2 separate regions of the Sus scrofa genome follow, and region 1 is linked to region 2. The links are chromatin contacts, called in public HiChIP or PLAC-seq maps. All regions are on one chromosome and are shown on one strand. Each heading gives the region's core, a stretch centred on a gene start, on an enhancer-like site or on the middle of the called end of the contact. The rest is flanking DNA. Distances are from core to core; before and after follow the strand shown.

Evidence for each region. HiChIP or PLAC-seq counts read pairs in DNA pulled down with a chosen protein or histone mark.
Region 1: an H3K27ac HiChIP or PLAC-seq map of alveolar macrophages shows a contact between it and region 2. The contact joins the enhancer-like site here to the promoter of SSBP4 in region 2. A contact is called at or near these places in 1 of 5 promoter capture datasets (fetal liver), 6 of 47 Hi-C or Micro-C datasets (blood, epiblast stem cells, heart right ventricle and 2 more) and 2 of 2 datasets of contacts at active chromatin or transcription factors (alveolar macrophages and skeletal muscle).

What each region holds. Positions count from the first base shown.
Region 1 is chr2:59,421,407-59,427,879 of Sscrofa11.1, forward strand. No RefSeq gene overlaps it. Among named protein-coding and RNA genes, the nearest start is that of GDF15, 13 kb to the left of the region's middle. Within about 2 kb of position 3,550, at least 30 of the 83 cell types and tissues checked have an H3K27ac peak or open chromatin away from gene starts, as enhancers often do. A contact at or near this core is called in alveolar macrophages, fetal liver, liver and 1 more, where this site is marked.
Region 2 is chr2:59,382,751-59,388,982 of Sscrofa11.1, forward strand. It overlaps SSBP4 (single-stranded DNA-binding protein 4), which reads right to left and starts at 1,787. Exons shown (of 17, transcript XM_021083516.1): 1 at 1,444-1,787. The coding sequence starts at 1,502.

The DNA.
Region 1 (6,473 bases), core at 2,300-4,799, 40 kb after region 2:
CATAACAAAAGACCTTTATCTCTCTTTACAGGAAATCCCCAGGGTTTCATCAGCTCTGTGTCAAAAACAGGGTGGAAGACCAAATATACATTCTTATTGTAAGTCACAATATTGCACATATAAGTGGGATCACAGAGCATGTGGGCTTTTGGATCTGGCTTGTATTATTATTATTTATTATTAATATTATTATTATTATTGCCTTTTGTCTTTTTAGGGCCGCACCTGTGGCATATGGAGGTTCCCAGGCCAGGGATCGAATGGAACTGTAGCTGCCAGCCTACACCACAGCCACAGCAATGCTGGATCTGAGCCGTATCTGTGACTTACACCACAGCCCATGGCAATGCCAGATCCTTAACCCACTGAGTGAGGCTGGGGATTGAACCTGTGTCCTCAAGGATCCTAGTGGAACTCCTTAACCACTGAGCCACAGTGGGAACTCCCTGGATCTAGCTTCTTTCACTCAGCATATTTTCAAGGTTTATCTATGTTATAACCTGCGTCACTGCTTCATTCCTTTTTACGACTGAATAATATTCAAGTTTATGAAGACACCACACTTTGTTCATCCATTCATCCTTTGGATTGTTTCCATCTTTTGAGTTTTTTTTTTTCTCTTTAGAGCCACACCTGTAGTATCTGGAAGTTCCTGAGCTAGGGGTTGAACTGGAGGTGCAGCGGCCGGCCTAAGCCTCAGCCACAGTAACTCGGGATCCAGGCTGCATCTGCCACCTACACCACAGCTCATGGCAACACTGGATCCTCAACCCACTGAGCAGGACCAGGGATCGAAGCTACATTCTCGTGGATACTAGTCGGGTTCATAACCCAATTGAGCCACAACAGGAACGCCCCACCTTTTGAATTATTGTAAATAGCACTTTCTTGAACATTCATATACAAAGATTTGAGGACCTATTTTCTTTCTTTTTTTTTTTTTTTTGGCTATGCCCATGATGTGGAAGTTCCTGGGCCAGGGATTAAACCCATGCCACAGCAGTGACAATGCAAGATCCTTAACTTGCTGAGCCACCAGGGGACTCCAAGGACCTGTTTTCAGTTCTGTGAGGATGGACCCAGAAGTGGGATGGCAGGGTCATATGGTCATTCGAGATCTACATCACTGGAATGTTTTCTACAGCCCTCTGCCTTTTGATTTTTTTAAAATTTTTGTTATGAAAGTATAGTTGAGGCATTCTTGTCGTGGCACAGGGGAAGCGAATCCAAGTAGGAGCCATGAGGTTGTGGGTTCGATCCCTGGCCCCAATCAGTGGGTTAAGGATCTGGCATTTCTGTGAGCTGTGGTGTAGTTCACCCACACGGCTTGGATCCGGAGTTACTGTGGCTGTGGCGTAGGCTGGCGGCTACAGCTCCGATTTGACCCCTAGCCTCCGATTTGACCTCCATATGCCGCAGGAGGGGCTCTAGAAAAGGCAAAAAGACAAAAAAAAAAAAAAAAAAAAAAAAAAAAGGATATGTCTTAGGAGTTCCCGTCATGGCTCGACAGAAACGAATCTGACTAGGAACCATGGGGTTGTGGGTTCGATCCCTGCCCTCAATCAGTGGGTTGAGAATCCAGTGTTGCCAAGAGCTATGGGATAGGTCATAGACATGGCTTAGATCCCACATTACTGTGGCTGTGTCTGACAGCTGTAGCTCCAATTCAACCCCTAGCCTGGGAACCTCCATATGCCATGGATGTGGCCCTAAGAAGCAAAAAAAAAAAAGAAAAAAAAAAATAGATATGACTTCAAGGCATTCTCTTGTGACACAGTGGGTTAACAATCCAGCGTTGTTACTGCAGCAACTTGGGTTGCTTCTGTGGCTCGAGTTTGATCTCTGGCCTGGGAACTTCCACATGCCACGAGTGCAGCCAAAAAAACCCACAAAAACCCTAGGCGTTTCCGTCATGGCTCAACAGTTAACGAACCCAACTAGTATCCATGAGGTCTTGGGTTTGATCCCTGGCCTCGCTCAGTGGGTTAAGGATCTGGCGTTTTTGTGAGCTGTGGTGTAGGTCGCAGACATGGCTCGGATCCCCCTTTACTGTGGCTACAATTCCGATTGGACCCCTAGCCTGGGTACCTCCTCATGCCACAGGTGTGGCCCTAAAAGACAAAAAGACAAACAAACAAACATAAAACCAACATACAACTTACAGAAAGCCAAAAGGACTAATCTTAGGTGTTAAGTTCAATGACATTGCACATAACCCCTTCCCAAATGAAGCTCCAGAGCATTCTCAGCCCCACACCTGTCCCATCATTCCTCCTACCTCTGGATTAACAGCTGTGCTTACCTGTTACTATGGCTAATTTTGGTACAGAACCGGCCAGCACATCCCCTTTTCTGTCTGCTGACTTTCACTCACCACCATGTCTATGAATTGCTGTGTTCATCTGTTGTGTGGGTCTTTCTTTTTCATTGCTATATAGTATTCTACTGTGCATGTCTGGGTGTGGAACTGCTGACTCATGAGTGGGTGTCTGTTACTTTACAAGTAGGACCAGTCATTAGATCATTTTATTCCTGGAACTTCTCAAGGGGGACAAAGCTCATGGGTGATCCCTGGAAACAGGAAAGGGTGACATTAGCTCCAGGGCGATTTCCACTTCACCAGACTCTGGCATGCTGGCAGCTGGGCTGATCTGGCTCCCCTTCACAGCACATTAGCTGATGACCTCATAGTCAGCCCCGTGGCCAAACTGGGAGGAGCGATGGGGCAGGCTGTGGGCATCCAGCCAGCAATGAGCTTAGTGGGCCGGGACCATGCATTCCTCAAGTCCTGCAGGCCAAGTCGGGGCAGAGGTAAACAGAACATGGAGGCCAGGGGTCAAGCTGTTCCCTCCACTTGGCTCAGCCCCAAACCTCCCAAAATGTTTCTTACCGATTACTGTTGGCTGGAGGCACCCTCATCAAACACACAAGTAAATACCCACTTCTGTGGTTTGTTTCTCGTGATTCAAGGCAAACATGGTCATGACGTCAGATCCGGACATGGTGAAAAAAATCAGGTTATTTAAAAATCTATGAGTTCAGTGGACAAGGAGAATTGCTGTCCTATTGCTGTGAACATCCCTCTAGGTCAGTATGCCTCTGTGTTGTAGACAGGGGTCCCTAGCCAGCCTGGGTTCAAATCCTGGCTTAGTTCTTGAGAGGCCAAGCAGATTTGGGAAGTATTACTAACTTCTTCAAAACTCAGTTTCTCAGTATTAGTATGAAGCTTGATTGTAACTACAATCGCAATGTTGTAGAACTCATTTCTATTACTATTATGAGTGGTTGGCCAATAAAATCTCAGTTTCAGCCAGAGTTAGGCTCAGACAGGCCAGGGCAAGTCTGCTTAGAAAGAATGGCCCCCACTGGCAATCTCCTATTTATCTCTTAAACCCCACCTTTGATGCCCCATCTTCCAGTAAAGACTTCCTTGCTCTCTTCTCTGTTGCCCTCAAGCTGAGGGGCCTTCCTCTGGCCCCACCTTGACCACACAGGGCTAGAGCATCCAAGTCTGGGTCTGTGCCCTGCCAGACCATGGCCTTCCCAAGGACCAAATTCCAGTGTCCCTATATCAGTGTCCTGTGGCTGCTGTTAACACATTGCTGTAGACTAGGTGACTTAAAACAACAGGAATTTATTCTCTCACAGTTCTGGTGTCCGGAATTTTGAAATCAAGGGTCAGCAGGGCTGTGTCCTCTCTGAAGTCTTAGGGGAGGAGGCTTCCTGGCCTCTTCCAGCTTCTAGTGGCCCCAGATGTTCCTTGGCCTGTGGCTCCATCACTTAAGTCTGTGCCTCTGATTTCCCATTTCTTTCTCCCTTTCTCTGTCTATCTCTCCTGTTTTTATTTTTCTTTTTTTGTTTTTTTTCTTTTTATTTATTTATTTTTTGTTTGTTTTTTAGGGCCACACTGCAGCATATGGAAGTTCCCAGCCTAAGGGTCAAATGGGAGCTACAGCTGATGGCCTACATCACATCCACAGCAACTCAGGATCCTAGCCATGTCTGCAACCTACACTGCAGCTCACAGCAACACTAGACCCCCAAACCACTGATCGAGGCCAGGGATCGAACCCAATCCTCATGATACTAGTTGGATTTGTTTCTGCTGCACCACAGTGGGAACTCCCTCTTTTTTTTTCTTTTTATAGCTGCACCTGCAACATATAGAAGTTCCTGGGCTAGGGATTGAATCAGAGCCTATGCCACAGCCACAGCAACACTGAATCCAAGCCTCATCTGCAACCTACACCATAGGCTTGTGCAATGCCAGATCCTTAACCCACTGAGCAAAGCCAGGGATGGAACCTGCATCCTCATGGATACTAGTCAGCTTCTTAACCTGCTGAGTCACAACTGGAACTCTTATTTCTTCTGTTTTTATATTTAGGGTCTATTGTAAATCCAGAACAATTTTATCCCAAGATCTTTGTCATTACATCAAACTTAACTGTATCTGCATAGGCCCTTTTCTGAAATAAAGTCAAATTCCCAGGGACTGAGGGATAGGTATCAGTTCATCAAGGTAGGTCTGGTTCAGAGAAGGGCCATGAAAACTCCCTGAGAGACATCACAATAGTGAATGGTGGTGATGGTTTGGGGAGACATCTACTTCTGCAGCAGAGTGTAGAGCAAAGAAATAAATACCAGGGGAAGAAAGTTTGAATGTCTACTGCACCAAACCAAATGAGGGTTGGATCATCCTAAGCACAGCAAAGCCAATCTACTGACACCAGGTTGTGATGAAGGAAAGTACAGCGTTTATTGCAGGACTCCAAGCAAAGGAGTGGGAGACAAGGCTCTGATCCACTTCACCTTGGTCTTTGAGTGAGGGTTTTTTTCTTTTTTCTTTTTTCTTTTTAAGGGGAAGAACAAAGAGATTAATCATCTTGTAATCTTGCTGTGACATTTTTTTTTCTTTTCTTTTTATGGCCTCACTATGGCATAAGGAATTTCTTAGGCTAGGGGTTGAATCACAGCCATAGCAATGCCAGATCCAAGCCAAATCTGTGACCTATGCCACAGCTTGTGGCAACAATGGATTCTTAACCCACTGAGCAAGGCCAGGTATCGAACCTGCATCCTTACAGACAGTACATTGGTTAACCTGCTAAGCCACAACAGGAACTCCTCTTTTTATTAAAAAAAAAATTATAGTTGAGTTACAATTATGCCAATTTCTGCTGTACAGCAAAGTGACCCAGGGCTGTGACATTTCTTAATCACAGTTCCAGGTATCAGAATGGCCCTGGTTTACAATTCTCTGGCCAGGTGGTCCATGGCTCCAGGGTCTGTGAGCTTATCTTGCCCTGGGGAAACAACCTGCGCTCCTATGTTAGCGATGTTATCTTCAATTTTAGTACATTAATGATGTTATCAACATCAACAATTTTAATCATCTGACTCTGGTTGATCAGTTGTTCAGTTAGCCCAGGATGGAGGTCAGAAGGGACATGAAAGGGAATAAAGTTTGGGATAGAGTGGTTGATCATAAACTGGGTAAGGGAACTGGGTTTTAGTGGGGCTTAGTTTCATGACTGTGTGTCTGGCAGGTAAGACATCATCCTTATGAGACCTGATGAGGTGGGCTCCTTACCTCCATTTCACAAGTGACAAACTGAGGCCAGAGAAGTGGGTGTGCCATGGCCAGAAGCCAGTGAGGCTGGGCTTGGAGCCCCAGGTGGGAAGCTCTGTCTCCCGCAGAGCCTCTAAAATGAGGGGATATATCTGCCCTGAGATGTAGCAGGGAAGGAAGAAGAATTCTCTCTACCCTTCTGAGTTCTTGTCTGAGACCTGCCCCCCAGTAATAAAAGACAGACTAACAAGAGAAAAATAGAAATTTGACATGCATACCTCCTGTAAATATGGGCGATGAAGAGGGAAACTGAGTTAACCTCCCCAAAATGGCCCAAGCCACTGCTTTCAATACCATCTTCAGCTAAAGACAAAAAGAAGGACATTGGAATGGGGGTTGTTGAGGCCAGTTCTGGGAGGCAACCAGGAAAAGCATGGTAAACAAGGGCGAGATTTGTTGTGCATATTTTAATTTATGCTTATTTTCCCCCTCTTTTTTGTACGGCCACACCTGCACCTGCGGCATGTGGAAGTTCTTGAGCTAGGGGTCAATTCAGAGCTGCAGTTGAGGCCTATCCCACTCAACCTACCCCATAATTTGCAGCAATGCCAGATCATTAATGCACTGAGCAAGGCCAGGGATGGAACCTCACAGACATCATGTTGGGTTCTTAAGCTGCCGAGCCACAATGGGAACTCTTAATTTGTGTTCTCCAGTGATAGGATTCTCCAGTGATTTATAGCCATCTTCCTCCTTCTTATATATAGAGGGAGACCCCCTTAAGAAATGGAAATTTCCGGAGTTCCTGTCTCGGCGCAGCAGAAACGAATCTGACTAGGAACCATGAGGTTGCGGGTTCAATCCCTGGCTTTGCTCAGTGGGTTAAGGATCCATTGTTGCC
Region 2 (6,232 bases), core at 537-3,036:
AGATCCCAGCAGCCAGGGTAAAAGGATGGCTGCAGATGTGCCAGGATTCCCAGGAGTTGGGTATCCAGACATCCCCTGCTTCCAACCTCAAAAGAGCCAGGTGCCAGTTTCAAAAAGCCTTCCTGCTCGAAGGTGCCTGGAAATGGAGCCCACCTCATAACTGTGCAGATCGACAAGACAAGCCTAGAAAAGTACTCATCTACCTAGCATCTTTTGGCCAGAAGGCTCTTCTCCAAAATGACCCCAAGGCTGGGTAGAGAATGGACACTCATCCTTATGTGTGTATGTAGGAGTGGGGTGGGGCAGTGACCTCAATGTCAGCCCAGGCAGAAAAGGCAGAACAGGAAAGAGCCCATGTCCAAGGGGCTTCCTCACCACCCAGACATTCAAGTCCTTCTAGGATCTTGTGAATCAACCATTGGCCATCAGCCATGGCAAGCCTTCCCTTCTCTCTGGCACTTTAACAATACTGCAAAACCATTGGGTGCCCTTACTGTGAGGCAGTCGCAGCTCCAGCACCTTTCAAATGCTCCCCAAACCTAAGAGATGGCACTGCATTTATAAGGAAGGGAAAGTGAGCCTAGCAGGGGGTGCTCCCTCATCCAAAGCCACAAAACAGGTTAAGAGACAGTGTCAGAAGGCAAGGGAAGCACAGCAGCCCTGCTGCCTCCCCACCCCAAGAAGCTCTCATCACAGAGTCTGGAAATTAGCTACCTATCCTTCTAACAGCCTGAAAGCATCTGCTACCCACAGCCCAGCCCAGCCCCAGAACAAGTGGCAGGCCCCAGGACTGTGAGCCTTGCAGCTTCCTCAGGGCCCCATCCAGCCGCCCCAAGCCCGCTTGGACAGGTGGCCTTGCAGGCCCTTCTATCATCTCTCAAGCTTTTCCCAAGGAGCAGAAGTACCAGAGTAAGCAGTGTCCCCTACCTGGGAAACTTCCTGGGAGGATGGAGGAAGCTACACAAACTGTGACTCCATGCACTCACATATGCAACCTTGCACACCCAAGTCTCGACCGTCGGGGAGGTCTCGCGACCCTCTAGTCACTCTAGGATCTCGCGCGCCCCCTCAAATCTCGCACCCTCGAGTCTCGCGCGCCCCCGCAAATCTCGCACCCCTCGGGTCTCCTGCGCCCCTACTACTCTTTCAACCTCTCGAGTCTCGCGCGTCCCCTCAAATCTCGCGACCCCTTAAATCCCTCATGACCCTTTGGGTTTTGAGCGCTCCCACGTATCTCGCGCCTCCTTGAGCCCCCTCGGGTCTCGCGCACCCGCTCAAATCTCGCGGCCCTTCGAGCGTGCTCTGGCCCCGCACGCCCTGCACCCCGCACCCACGTGCCCAACGCAGTGCCCAACGCAGTGCCCGCTGGCGGTGGGGCCCACGGAAGCGGCGCGGCCACTGAGCCCCGCCCCCGGCTCCCGAGGTCCCGGCCCACTGACTCACTTCTCGCGTGCCTGGCTGTCGGAGGGCACGGCCGAGCCCTTGCCCCCCTTGGCGTACATCCTGCTCCGTGCCGCCGCCGCCGCGCTGGGGCCCCACACCTGTCAGGCGGCGCCGCGGGCCGCGCTCCCGGTCGCCATAGCTACCCCGCGTCCCGGGCCTCACCACCCCGAGCCCCGCGCGGGCATCGCGGGCATCGTCCGCGCGGGGGAGCTCCAAACGGCCGAGACGGCAGCGGCGGCGGCAGCTCCAGCTTTGGCTCTGACCACGGGTTTTATTTTCTTCCTCTCTTCCCTCAGCGCGGGCTGTTCCGGGAAGCGCGCGCCCCCTCCTCCCGCCGCGCGCGCCCCCGCCCGCCGCCTCCCCGTCGCTCGCGGGCGCCGCTCTTAAAGGGGCGATGGCAGGAGCGCGGGTGGGTCCCGCCGCCAGGACCGTGGGCCGGGCGCGCAAGCGCAGTGCCCGCCGCGGGGGGAGGGGGCGCGGGCTGCTCACGCTCAGGGCATGAGTGGGGACACCACTTCTGGGGCACACAGCGGGACACAGCTGATCATGGCTACACACACATTGTCCAAATAGAACCAGCCACCCAAATTGTACACCTAAGAACACAAGCCCACACTTAATTGCGATAGCATTCTCCGACACAAGACTCCACACGTAAGTCCGCATAACTACTGGAATAACTACTGATAGACCTATAAAGCTACAGGCAGTCACACTGGATGTATCACCCCGCAGCACAGGTGGGGACCGCCATACACAGTCTGCCCAGAGACACGCAGGTATACACAGCTTAAATAGTTGCTGTTACAGAACACTGAAACAGACCACGCGCACCTCGGCACACACCTGCATAGACACGCATTTGGAACCGCTATGGCACATCTTCCAACAGCTGTGGAATGAGCCCAAGCAGCTACTTGCTGTCACCCTGGGGCACCCTGTTGCAGCCTCTGGAGGGCTCCACACAGGGGCCTGGGCTGTCACTGAGCCACAGATAACTGTGTCACACAGTCACACGCAACGCACAGTCACACAACAGAGATGCTCGCAGCACAAAGACACCACACAGACAAGAAGCTCCTGGGGTGCCCAGGCCACACGCTGGGAGCCACTCTGCACAGCCCTACTGTCACACCTCGTGTCAATAGTCGGTGCTGGGTGACGGACTGGGTCACTCCCGCCTGCTCCGCCTCTCTGCCAGTGTTGCCAGCTGTTAATGGCATGAATCCCATTTGCCTGGGTGCAGGGAAAGGGTATTCCATTCTCTCTCCTGGGACCCTTCTTCTACCCCCAGGATATTTTCAGAGAAGGTGGAGGCAGACACTCAGGCAAGGAAGGACACCCGCAGGGCAAGGGGTGCTTGGGAGGGGTGGAGGCCTGTGCGCCAGGGGACCTGTGGGCTGCGTGCGTGGGCTGGGTGAGGAGAGGCGGTCCAAGGTCCAACTGTGACTCTAGGTCTGGATGCTTCTGGGAATATTTGCCATAGGTATTCTTTTTTTTGCTACGTGCAACCAGTGTGTGTGTAGACATGCGGATCCTGTGTGAGTGCACGTGTGCATCGCTGTGTGTGGGAGGATTGGCAAGTACCCAGTCGCTGGCGGGGCAACTGTCCCTGGCTCTGCGACGGTGGCTGCGTGTCCGCGGCGGTTTTGGGGGGCCAAGTGACGCCACGTCACATTTTGTGCACTAGGTTGGATTGCTGCCTCCCTGGGACCTCTGTTGTGTGGTTGTGCGCTCAGATTTCCCATGTTGTGTGTTTGTGTGTGCGCGCGCGCGCGCGCGCGAGCCTTGATCGGAACGCCCTTCCCGCTGCCCTACGACCCCCATTATGCTTCCCTCTTAGAACCGCCCCCAATGGCCTCCCTCCGACCCAAGGCTTCTGGCGGGCGGGAAGTCCTGAACCGCTGGGGTTCCAGACGGACGAGGAGGAAGGGAAGGGCAGGGCCAGGCGGTCGTCAGCCCCGCCTCCATCCTGAGGGGCCCCGGCCGGGGTTGGGGGGGACGCCAGCCCTTCCCACTTCCTGTCCAGCCGGTCGTCCCCTCCCCCAGCTTCCTCTCCCGCGGGCCTCCTAGGCCCCAGGCCGGCGCGGAGGAGGGGCCCTCTCTGCGTTTTAATGGGGCGCGGCAGACTTGATTCTGTCGGGCGTCGAGCTGGCGACTGCCCAATGTCCCCGGGGCCGCCAGGGGATGTGGACATCAAGGACACCCTCATCGTAATGCCCACCAGTGCCCATCACCGCTCTTCAGCCAGGCACACAGAGGGTGTGACTCACCCAGGTCACACAGTGTATTGGTGACAGCTGTGACTGCCGGGCACTACGGACGCCCCCATCCAGGCGCTCCCCATTTATCTCCTAATGTTCTGTGGCTCCCTAGGATTCTGTGCCCTGGTTGGGCCCCCCGCTATCTCTGAGCCGCCGCTCCTTAAGTCGGCGTGAGCCTTCATCCTCCGCGCAAACATTTATTGAGTGCCTGCTGTGTGCCGGGCTCTGTGGACCAGTCTGGACGTGTTGCTATTGCTTGTGAAGCAAAGGGAGGGCCGAACGTCAAAAGCTGGCGAGTCAGTAGGCTAATTTCAGGGAGTGCCACGTGCTGGGCAGAGGGAGGGGACCCCGGTGAAGAGGACCGGGCAACCGCTGGGGCGGAGGGAGGAAAGGAGGCTGGGAGGCGGAGGCACCCGCGGCCCGGCGAGTTGCAGAGGGGGAGGCACGGCTGGCGGGAGCGGAGAGCGCCGTTCTCATGGCAACCGGGGCGGATCTCCAAAACAGCCTCAGCGAGGGCGGAAAAGTCCGAGAAGAGCGACCTCTGGGCCCCACGCAGCGACCGGGAAGCTGAGTCGCGGGCACATCCACCCAGGCAGGGCTCACGCCTAGCAAGAACAGAACCCATAGAAACACCGCCCCCGATCCCCCTTGCAAAGGAGGGACGTGAGGGGGAAAAGGAAAAAAATTTCAATAAGGGGAGGGGTGGATCCGAAAGATCTGCAAGGAGAGTGCTCAGATTGCTGTCGCGGCAAGTGCAAAGGCCCTGAGGTGGGCACAAGATTAAAATGTTGAGGCAGAGCGAGGAGGGCAGTGTGGCTGCAGCAGGGGATAGAGGAACCGAGGGGCCGGAGCACTCCTGGCGGAGACCGGTCGGGATTTGTTCTAAAAGGAAAAGGGAGCCATCGGAAGGTGTGTTAGCCGCGAGGGACGGGATCTGCATCAAGATTTTAAGAAGCTTCATGGGGGCTGCCGGGTGGATCGGGATGGCATGGAGGAGGCAGGGAGGTTGGCCCAGGTAGGCAGGGGTCCTGGCCCAGGAATTGATTTAGGAGCCAAAGTGAGCGGGGAACGGTAAGCGAGGAGCGCTAAGGGTGAAAGTTGGACCCCAGACCTGCAACCTTTTTGCTGGCTCCCGGTCGCCCCCCTGTGGCCACGCGGGGACTGCAGCCCTGAGCTGGGTCTCTGCCTCTAAGAACCACCCATGCTCGCAAACCTCAGCCCTAAGCGGTCGGAGTCGGTGCCTGGAGGAACCCGAAGCCGGGTCTGCTTGTAGCGCAGGGGGACCGCCTGGAGGAGGAGCCAACCCTCCCCTCATTTACTCCTTCCAGCCCTTCCATTATTCAGAGGCACTCTTCATAGGCCCACCTCCCAGCCTTTGCACTGGCTGTTCCTGCTGCCTGGAGCGCTCTTTCTCCGGCTCCAGGCCTGGACTATTCTGGTTCCTCCTTCGGCCTTTGGCCGCAGCGTTCCTTCTCCCCCACCCTCCTTCTCTTCCTCCTCCTTTCCCTCCTCCCCCACTTCTCCTTCTCCATCTTTCACCTCTCCCTCCCTCTTCGCCTTCCCTGGCCACCTCCTCCAGATTACTGGTTCTGCACTAGCCTTGGTTGGACTTATCACTATTTTGATAAAATAATGCCTCAGGTTCTCTGTCAGAAGCCTCCCTCCTCCCCATGGATCTGCCTTCCCCGCAGAAACAGCGGGGGTGGGGGTGGGGGTGGGGTCCATGAGTATGTTGGGAAGTCTTTGGGAAGGCTGGTTTGGGTTTTCCTGATGAAGGTTCTTCCTCTCCACAGGAGGTGGGAGCTGCCCATTAATGGGGGAGGGGGGATTTGGGAAGCAGCCAGGATTCCGCCTGCAGACCCCAGCAGCCCTTCCCCAGCCGTGCGTGGGTGGCGGCCACAGCTGGGAGCAGGGTCTGAGCCATCAGACGTTTCCTCTCAGAAGCTGTAATTAGGGGTAATTTTCTAACTGCAACACAAAATTAAAACCCAAACAACGGCCGGGAGGGAAGAAACCACAGCAGCTGGTGAGCACCGGGGCAGGCTGGGGTGCGGTTGGAGGTTCCAGCCTAGACCTGGTCGGGGAGCCAGCTCCCTGGGAGGGGAGGGGCACGGGCACCAGGCGAAGGGTCTTTGAGACCCGCTGGACTCCTTGGAGAGCCGGCAACCCTTTGTAGTGTTGGTTTGCGAAATGGGGATTATACCCCAAGACCGATCACCTGAAGGCAGAACTTCTCAGATGGAGGATCTGGACCTACATTTGAACCCTGGCCGTGTGGCCTTGAGCGGGAGCCTACTGAACCTCAGCCCCCGGCTCTCAGATTCGTGAGGAACTCCAGGTGGGAGAAAGGACCCTGGAGGACGGGGCGGAGGAGCCTCAGTCGATCCCGCAGCTCCCTCCCCAACCCCCACCCCATCCTGTTCATACTCCACAAAGCTCAACCTGAGCCAGTACACTGCCCTACTTCCAAAACCATCTGTGGGTCCACAGCCCACAAATGAAGATCCCCGCTCCTCCGCCCTGCC